Regions from separate parts of the Ovis aries genome. Here region 2 is linked to region 1. A link is a contact called in public Hi-C data. All regions are on one chromosome and are shown on one strand. The core of a region is the stretch at or near the end of the contact, and the rest is flanking DNA. Distances in the headings are between cores, read along the strand shown. Region 1 has its middle 36 kb from the start of WNT4. Region 2 holds the start of LOC101103215 (SCAN domain-containing protein 1-like).

Region 1 (4,232 bases), core at 629-3,128:
ACTTTAAAATCATGCTTCGAGAGAACAGGCACCGCACAGTGGACAGGGCCTGAGCTGAAGCCGCACGGGCCTGGGATTGACCGTCTTTGGGTCCTCTCACTAGCTGGGCGGCCTCAGAGACACTAGCCCCAGAGTCTCAGCTTCCCCATCGGTGCCGTCTCAGAGCCTACTGAACTGGACCACGATGGAGGTGGGGGTCCAGTGAGTGAGCTCTCTGCCACACTCCCTTCACTGTGACCTGGGATGCTTGTTCTCCCCTTCCCATCTGGCCAGGTACCAAAGGAACATGGTTGATGGTGTCATCGCATCCCCCCTGCCCCCGCCTGCCCACACCCACACCCACACACTCAGCCCCGTCCTCTCAGCACCAGGGGAAGCTCAATACGGAACATGATTCCTGGGCTCCAGGCTGCTCAGGCACCCGTCTGCAAGCCTGACAGGCTTCACTTGATAGCAGGACCCTAGCATGGTGAGGGGAAAGGCAGGTGACTCCCCTCCAACTTGCCCTCAAGGGTAAGAGCTCTGTCCAGTTCACCCAGGAGAGGGCTCGGCTCATTAGCAAGAAAGGGGTTCCCAACCTTTAACCTATGCCCCCTGCCTTTGAGTGACAAAACACCCTTGCTTTGTTAGCTCTATCTGACATTTCAAAATAAATCTTGTGACTTAAATAAGCACTTCACATTACATACACCATTTGTCCCCTGGCTATTCTAATACTTCCTCTCCAGGGGAGTCTAACAGTCAAAAGCTCTGGAGTCAAATAAATCCCAGTTCCACCGTGTCCCACCGTGTCGCTTGCGTGGGTTGTTCCAACTGTTTCCTCAGGGATCCACAGAGCCACTGGGAAGGTAAAGCACATAAGGCACTTAGTATGATGCCCACCACACAACACAGCGGGTACTCAGCCAGGGCCCATCATGACTGCTGCTAACGGCAGAGAACGCTCGCCAGGCGGAGACTCGCGGGGCGGGGTGCACCGGGGTGCACACCCCAGACTTCAGCTGGCAAGGGACGCATGCAGCAGAGAACGGGCGGGGGCCCCTTTCGCAGGTCCACTGTGTCACACACGCTGCTGCTTCAAACGCTCACACTCTCCCCCTCGGACTCTCCCGACTCAGGCCGAGATCTGGATCTTCTGTTTTACGTGGCAAGGGGCAGGAGGGTTTCAGAAAGCACTGAATAAATGTCAAGTGACCCGAGGCATGCATTCCAGAATGAAATGCAACGCAGACGTCTGCCAAGCCCTAGACAGCCGCACGGTGGGCTGCCAGCCTGATAAAGGGCAGCAGAGCAGTGGGTTCAAACCCTTGGAAGCTCTGAAAAGCTACAGATTTATGGCTGTTCCTCTCGGTTCCTTCTCCAGCACAAAGGAGTCGAGAGTAGATTAAAGCATCTCCATCCACCAGTACCCAGGACTGCAGGAGCCCACTCCCCTTTCAGGGCCCCCGAGAAAAGCCCCGACCTGGGCCCCCCAAGCCCTGGTTCTTGCACAAGGCCTCCCGAATGGCCAGCCCACGTGGCTTTGTTATAAATGATGCCCTGACGGCCATCTGACCCACTGTCTCCTGGTCTCCTCAGCTCCAAGTTCCCGAAGCCTCAGCCAAACACAACAGTGAGGACTCTTTCTTCAGGGCCCAGAGTGCAAGGCTCCTCAACACCTGGGAGCAGCTGGAAGCTGGAACTCAAGGACTCATCACTGCTGGTCTCCCCAGCCCGTGCCAAATGCATCTGTAAACAAGCCTTCTCAGTGGCTCCCTACAGCTGCTGCCCAGGGGTCAAAAGGGAGAGAAGCGGGCTAGAATCAGGGCAGCCCAGAGCTTACAAGTGAGGACTGAGCCAGGCGGGGCCTGGCCTGAAAGACTGTCCCTGGGTACGGCCAGGCCTGCACTGCTGGCCCTGTGCCCGGAGCCTTAGATGGGTTCACCGTTGCCCAGGACTGCTGCCCTGTACCAGGCTGCTGGGACCCCACGAGGCATGGGGCCTGTGTCACACTGCTGTAGGTCCCACTGTTTTACAAGCTGGCGGAGAGAAAGAACTTGCTGGGGCGGAGATGCCTGGATGCTGGGCTGTTGTGCGTGATCTTGTTTGCTATAAAACAGCCAGACATTCCGAGAACCTGGAATTGCGCCGAGGCCATGCAGCTAGCCTTCCTGGCCATATATCTCCAGGCGGGGGACAGGCCTGAGACATCTGAGATAATAAAGACATGATTGTCTCAGCCCTGGGGCTTGTCTCCCCTTTGTCCCAGGGCCCAGCAGCCAGCAAGAAGTTTAAAGACATCCTCCCCCTTCTCCTGGGAAAGGACAAATGCATCAGATTCTATAGCCGCTGGGGTGAGCTTCCCAAGAACCAGGCCTGGGATTCCTGCTCCCAGCTCCCCAGAGCAGAAGACAACCCAGGACCCACCCCGGGGCAGCGTGCAGGCCGTTCTCCGTGCCCCATCTCCGATCTTCCCCAACCCTCTAACAAGGGCACTGGTCAATTTTAAGGAAGAAGCTGAAGCTGAGAGGGGCCTAATGGGCTTGTCCAAAGTCACAAGTGTTCAGTAGCAGATGGTTTGAAACCTAGATCTCTTCTACTCCAATGCCTACAGCCTCCATGTTAATTTTAAAACCACCCTGCAACCCTTTTAATGCTCCTTCTTTCCTAACGTCCGGTTTCCCAGTCTCAAAGCAAGGTTGTTTACCCTTTAACATCTGAAGGGAAAAAACTCATGAAGGAAGCAAAACCCAGACTGCTGAATCTGGAAGCCAAAACAGCAGTTGTCAGCCTGGTTTCCCCTGAGTCATTTCTACCTCAATCTGACCCAGTGACAACCACCACCTAACCCAGGGGAAGGCGGCTTCATGAGGGAAAAGGGACGTGAGAGGTGCTGAGGATGAGCCCCACCCACTGTGTGCATCAGTGGACCGCCACCCCTAGCTTTCCTGACCGCAGGAGCCACTGAGTGGAGAGGGGGCATTGTCTACGCGGACGTGGGGGCTTGAGGAGAGCGCGCATCGGACTCAGAGCCAGAAGGCTCTGACTCGGCCTGTCAATCTCACAGAAGCCCGACCCTACACCAGTTTTCTCATTTTGTGAAGTAAATATACCTGGTCTGCTTGCCTCACAGGCTTTTCCGAAGATGAACATGAAAGTATTTTACCAACAGCTTTACAAATAGATGACATTATGACCCCATACATGTTTCTTCCCCTTCTGGTTTCTTGTGCATTCCTGGCTCCCCTTTCCTCTCCCTGACTTTCTTCTGTTCAAACATCTGAACACACTATGTGCTTGACACCACGCTGGATACAAGGAGAGGCTCACACACAGGTTAAGAAAAGGTGACAGAGACGTAAGATTGACACTGTGAGAGCCAACTAGCTTCCAGGGAGCCGAAGGGCCAGGCCTGATGAGAAATGGCCAGGATCTGACTAAGCCTCAGGCCTGCCCAAGACCCTCTCGGCCAGGCTGTAGGGGCCCCAGGACTAGTTCAGCGTCCCTCTAATTCAGACATTCATAGGCCTGTACACAAGGATATGGATATAACCTTTCAAGACTACTTCCAGCCCCAGGATCCCACCAACCTGCCACTAACTCCTTGATTTTTCCATCTTCTACTCGTGAGCACTGCCAAAATGAAGAACCTCAACTCCGCTAGATATAAACTTCCTTCCTTGGGAGGAAAAGGTCACTAGGAGAAAACAAGCAGTAGGAAATCTTTCGGAATGCCCCAGGGAAAAGTTGAACACTCCCATTACCCACCCATTCCGGCCATCCAGGCTCAGAACCCGAAGAGGATGTGGAGGTCATCTCATCTAATAGTCTCATTACACAGCCTTAAGGAGTTCTCTGCTTACACATACTCCAGCCAACCCCCAAAGGCCTGAAATAAACCAGTTCCCTCCAGCTCCCATTTCACTCCTTTCTGGCAGATCAAATCTGATGCTGCTGCAGGTACGGACAGAGCATATCTACACAGAACATTTCTATCTACACACGTCTGCAAGGTCCCCAAAGACAGAGCCTGCATGAAGGCTTGGTTCATGATCCAATTTTAAGAAAGGAAAAAAACGGGGCGGGGCATGGAGAAGACTGATGCTTGGCTGAAGGTTAACTGAAAGATACTCAGTTATTTTGAGATATGAGAAGCAAGATCACTAGCTCTGGAGGGCAATAATGGGTCTTAGAATTGAAGCACAGGCTGCAGGTATAGGTGGCAAGACACTGTGGGCAGTGGTCTCTGTTCT
Region 2 (4,232 bases), core at 932-3,431, 82 kb after region 1:
AGTTCTCTTATTGTATCAACACTGCAGAAGTGTTGAGATTTAAAATCCTTCCTACATCAAAGAGTCTCAAATCTGTCCTCTAGGTAACAATTTATAGAAGCCAACAATCGTTAACACCGACCAGCTGCCTTGAGTTAAATGGTTCTTGGCTCCTAACACCTTGTCTCTAAACGTTCACTGATTCATTTCCTAGAACTTTTTAAAAAAATATTTATTTGGCTGCACCAGGTCTTACTTGAGGCATGTAGGATCTTTAGTTGCAGCATGGGAACTCCTAGTTATGGCAAGTAGAACCCAGTTCCTTGACCAGGGATTGAACCCAGGCCTCCTACACTGGGAGTACAGTCTTAGCCACAGGACCACCAGGAAAGTCCCTCTAGGAGCTCTGAATTGATTCTAAACTGGGTAGCAGTATTTTTGGAATATATCACTTCCCTTATGATCTGGGTTTCTGTTCAATCAACAGGGTGTTTCTCATGCCTCAAAATAAGTTAACTATCCCAGGGTGATGAGAAGGACAAAAGCAGAATACACCCCAAACTCAGGGGTGCCTTGAATAAAAGGGAAATAGTCAAGGAAAGGTTGGATGAAACACTGTATGAAAGCAAAATCTTGGGAACAGCTTAAGCCATCAACAGGAATGTGGTTAAGATGTTGTTGTATAGTCGTTAAGTTGTGTCCACCTCTTTCAAGACCCCATGGACTGTAGCCCACCAGGCTACTCTGTCCAAGCGATTTCCCAGGCAAGATACTGGAGTCGGCTGCCATTTCCTTCTCCATGGGGTTTTCCCCACCCAGAGACTGAACTTGTGTCTCGTGTGTCCCTTGCACTGCAGGCAGATTCTTTTACCACTGAGCCACAGGGAAGCCCTTATCAACAGGGAAATGATTAAAGTACTGTCAGCCACTCAGCAGAATACTATGCAGCCTTGGAAGAAATGAAAGAGGCCTGTGAGAGCCGATATGTAAAGTTCTCCATAATATAGCACCCCTCCGCCAGGTACAGATCAGTACGTATAGTGTAATCTCATCTGGGGAAATTAGAAGCACATACACGTAAGCATATACGACCCGATGTATCTATAAACAGTACCGGGAAGGTTATCAAAGAAGTTCTTTTACCTCTGACGAGCAGAACAGTGAAAGCGGGAAACATTTTTCTTATACCTTTCTGTACTGTCTTCTTTTTTACTACATCTATGCTACTTTCATGACAACTCAAGAGGGAGAAAACACTTCAGGGTTTCCCCTCCAGCTCGAAACTGGGAGAAAACCCCTAATCCACTTAGGAAAACACCCTTTCACTACTTCTCATTCCCAAACCCGACTTCTAGGAACAGTCTCAACTGTCAACAGGCCAGTTTTCAAAGCTGGCTTTGGAAGATGATGATCAGCTCCATGATTTACCCAGCTTCCAAACCCAATCAGTTTGAGAAGGCCACCTGCCATACAGAATGCTTATCCTCACCAGTCAGTAACTCCAGCTTAGGTAACCCTTATCTCCTATCTGATACTGTGCGTTTCACATTCCCTACGTGATTCTCTTAGCGACTCAGGTTAAACTCTCGGTAAGACTCTCCACCGCCCCAGTAGTCTCCATTTTAACAAGCAGCTTCCACCTCTCCACTTGTTGAATTTTACAGGCCACACGGTCCTCAGTAGCTTTCCGTCATCGAGTCCTGCCCGACAACCCAGTAGGGCCTTTACTGTCATTTCCACTTCACAGATAAACAAACTGAGGCTCGGAGAAAGGGGACTTGCCCAAGGTCACAAGGCTAGGAAGTGGCGGGACCACCCAGCCCAGAAGAAAAATCCCCGGCGTCTCTGCAGGGGCCTGGGTCCGACTCCTCCCACCACCTGGGTGCGGTTCAGACGGCCGAGATCCGGCCGGAAAAGGCCCATCTGGGGAATCCAGAACTGGACGCCCTCCTCTCTGGGACATTTAGCGGGGCCCCAAGGCCACATCAGGCCGACCAGCCGGCACACCCCACGGGCGAGGGCCTCCCCACTCCCACGGCCGCCGCCCCGGCCGCCCGCTCCCACCCAGCGGTGCGCGGCGGAGGAGGGAGGTGCAGGGGGCGGGGAGGGGCGTTCACCTGCGCAGGTGCCCCTCGGAAGGCCGGGTGAACGGGGGAAGGAGAGGAGCGAAACGCCAAGCCCCGCCACCGGCTCCGGGAAAGGGAAATCAGCTGCTCGGCGCCGAGCTTTGTAGCCCACCGCCGGAACCGGAAGTCGCGCCCCGCCCGGAAGCTGGAAACGGAAGGGGAAACTGGGTTCCAAGGCGGGGGGACGTGGGGAGGCGGGGTCTCTCTAGGCCTTGGCGGTGCCCTGTAGCTCCATGGTCTTAACCCCTGCTGGTCTCTTGGCCTCCCTCGGTCCCCAATCCTCCCGACTGAGCGAAGAGGTGCGTCCGGCCTAGGAGCTCTTCCAGTGCAGGGGAGGCCTTTGCCTTTCTGACCAGCAGTTTTTTGCCCAACAGAATGGAAAGAGGATGCGGCAGGAACTGAGACACTCCTCGAGCCTGCCCGCAGCTGAGTCAGCGCCCCACCCTGAGGTTACACCCTTGATCCTTTGCACCACCCAGAGCAAAGAAACCAAATTGGAGGGCTGGCTGGCTGCTGCTGGGAGACAGTGGTCGGTGTGGCTTCCCGTAGAGCCACTCCAGATGGACAGAGGGCGCAGCCTATTAGGTGTCTCCATGTACCCACTTAGGCCCACCCAGAGAGTGGGGCATTTTCCCGTGGGACCTTGGCAGTCCCTCTTGGGGGAGGCCCTTTGTGCGTAGGAGGCTAAATCTTAGTCCTGTGTGTCTCTTCCTCAAGACCTTCCCAATTGCAGTGGTCCAGTTCAGTCAAAGAGTCACTCAGACTCTTTGCGACCCCATGGCCTGTTGCAGGGCAGGCCTCCCTGTCCATCACCAACTCCCAGAGTTTACTCAGACTCATGTCCGTTGAGTCAGTAATGCCGCAGGAACTGAAATTTCAGATTTTTACTAAGGCGGTTTTTGAGTCTGGGCACACAGGTTAAATAGCACAGCCTGTAAGAGGAAGTGCAGAGATGCTAACCAAGGCAGCCTTCCCAGTTTGCTCTTAATCCTGAAGGGAAGGAACTTGGCCTTTGCATTCTCCTATCTAGATGAAATGGCCTAGGAAATTAAGAGGGGCGCCTCAGTGCCTCCTGCTGGGTTATCACCCCAAGACCCAATGTCCTTGGGGAAGGGAAGATACACCTTTTGTCTTCCATAAACTCCTAGATGGCTAGGTACTCAAGTAGGTGGTTGGAGAACCAGGGCTCCTTGCCATGGCCCTATCCCTACCTCCCCTAGTGACTGCGGGTCCTTCCCCCACTCACTCCTACAGTGCAGTATCCACATTTACCTCCTCTTTGCCTTGGTTTTCCCATCTGTAAAATGAGGGGGTTGAACTAGATTCAGTTCAGTTCAGTTCAGTCGCTCAGTCGTGTCCGACTCTCTGCAACCCCATGAATCGCAGCACGCTAGGTCTGCCTGTCCATCACCAACTCCCGGAGTTCACTCATACTCACGTCCATCGAGTTGGTGATGCCATCCAACCATCTCATCCTCTGTTGTCCCCTTCTGCCCCCAATCCCTCCCAGCATCAGAGTCTTTTCCAATGAGCCAACTCTTCTCATCAGGTGGCCAAAGTACTGGAGTTTCAGCTTCAGCATCATTCCCTCCAAAGAACACCCAGGGCTGATCTCCTTTAGAATGGACTGGTTGGATCTCCTTGCAGTCCAAGGGACTCTCAAGAGTCTTCTCCAACACCACAGGTCAAAAGCATCAATTCTTCGGTGCTCAGCTTTCTTCATAGTCCAACTCTCACATCCAAACATGACCACTGGAAAAACCATAGCCTCGACTAGATGGACCTTTGTTGGCAAAGTAATATCTCTGCTTTTTAATATGCTATCTAGGTTGGTCATAACTTTCCTTCCAAGGAGTAAGCATCTTTTAATTTCATGGCTCCAATCACCATCTGCATCAGGAACTTCCAATTGTCATTCCCCCCTTCAATTCTTAGGTTCTTTGGGAATGCTTCAGAAAACTGCTCAGGTAAGAGGGACGGCGGGGAAGGGGGACAGCCCTTTGGGTCCCAGAGCAGCTCCAATTCTATAGGTTGATAAGAAAAGTATGTACATTGTGGTTCTGCATACGATTATTGTGTCATTGAGAGAAAAGTTTAAACTTTGTATTTTGCCCTATTCCCTCATCT

Evidence for each region. Hi-C and Micro-C count contacts between places; a contact is called where the count stands out from the background.
Region 2: a Hi-C map of hypothalamus shows a contact between it and region 1, with 1.9 times the contacts expected there. The contact joins the promoter of LOC101103215 here to the enhancer-like site in region 1. A contact is called at or near these places in 7 of 16 Hi-C or Micro-C datasets (blood, hypothalamus, liver and 3 more).

The regions. Positions count from the first base shown.
Region 1 is chr2:244,455,538-244,459,769 of ARS-UI_Ramb_v3.0, forward strand. No RefSeq gene overlaps it. Among named protein-coding and RNA genes, the nearest start is that of WNT4, 36 kb to the left of the region's middle. Within about 2 kb of position 1,879, at least 20 of the 54 cell types and tissues checked have an H3K27ac peak or open chromatin away from gene starts, as enhancers often do. A contact at or near this core is called in hypothalamus, where this site is marked.
Region 2 is chr2:244,537,107-244,541,338 of ARS-UI_Ramb_v3.0, forward strand. LOC101103215 (SCAN domain-containing protein 1-like) reads right to left here and starts at 2,182. Exons shown (of 2, transcript XM_042244604.2): 1 at 2,097-2,182.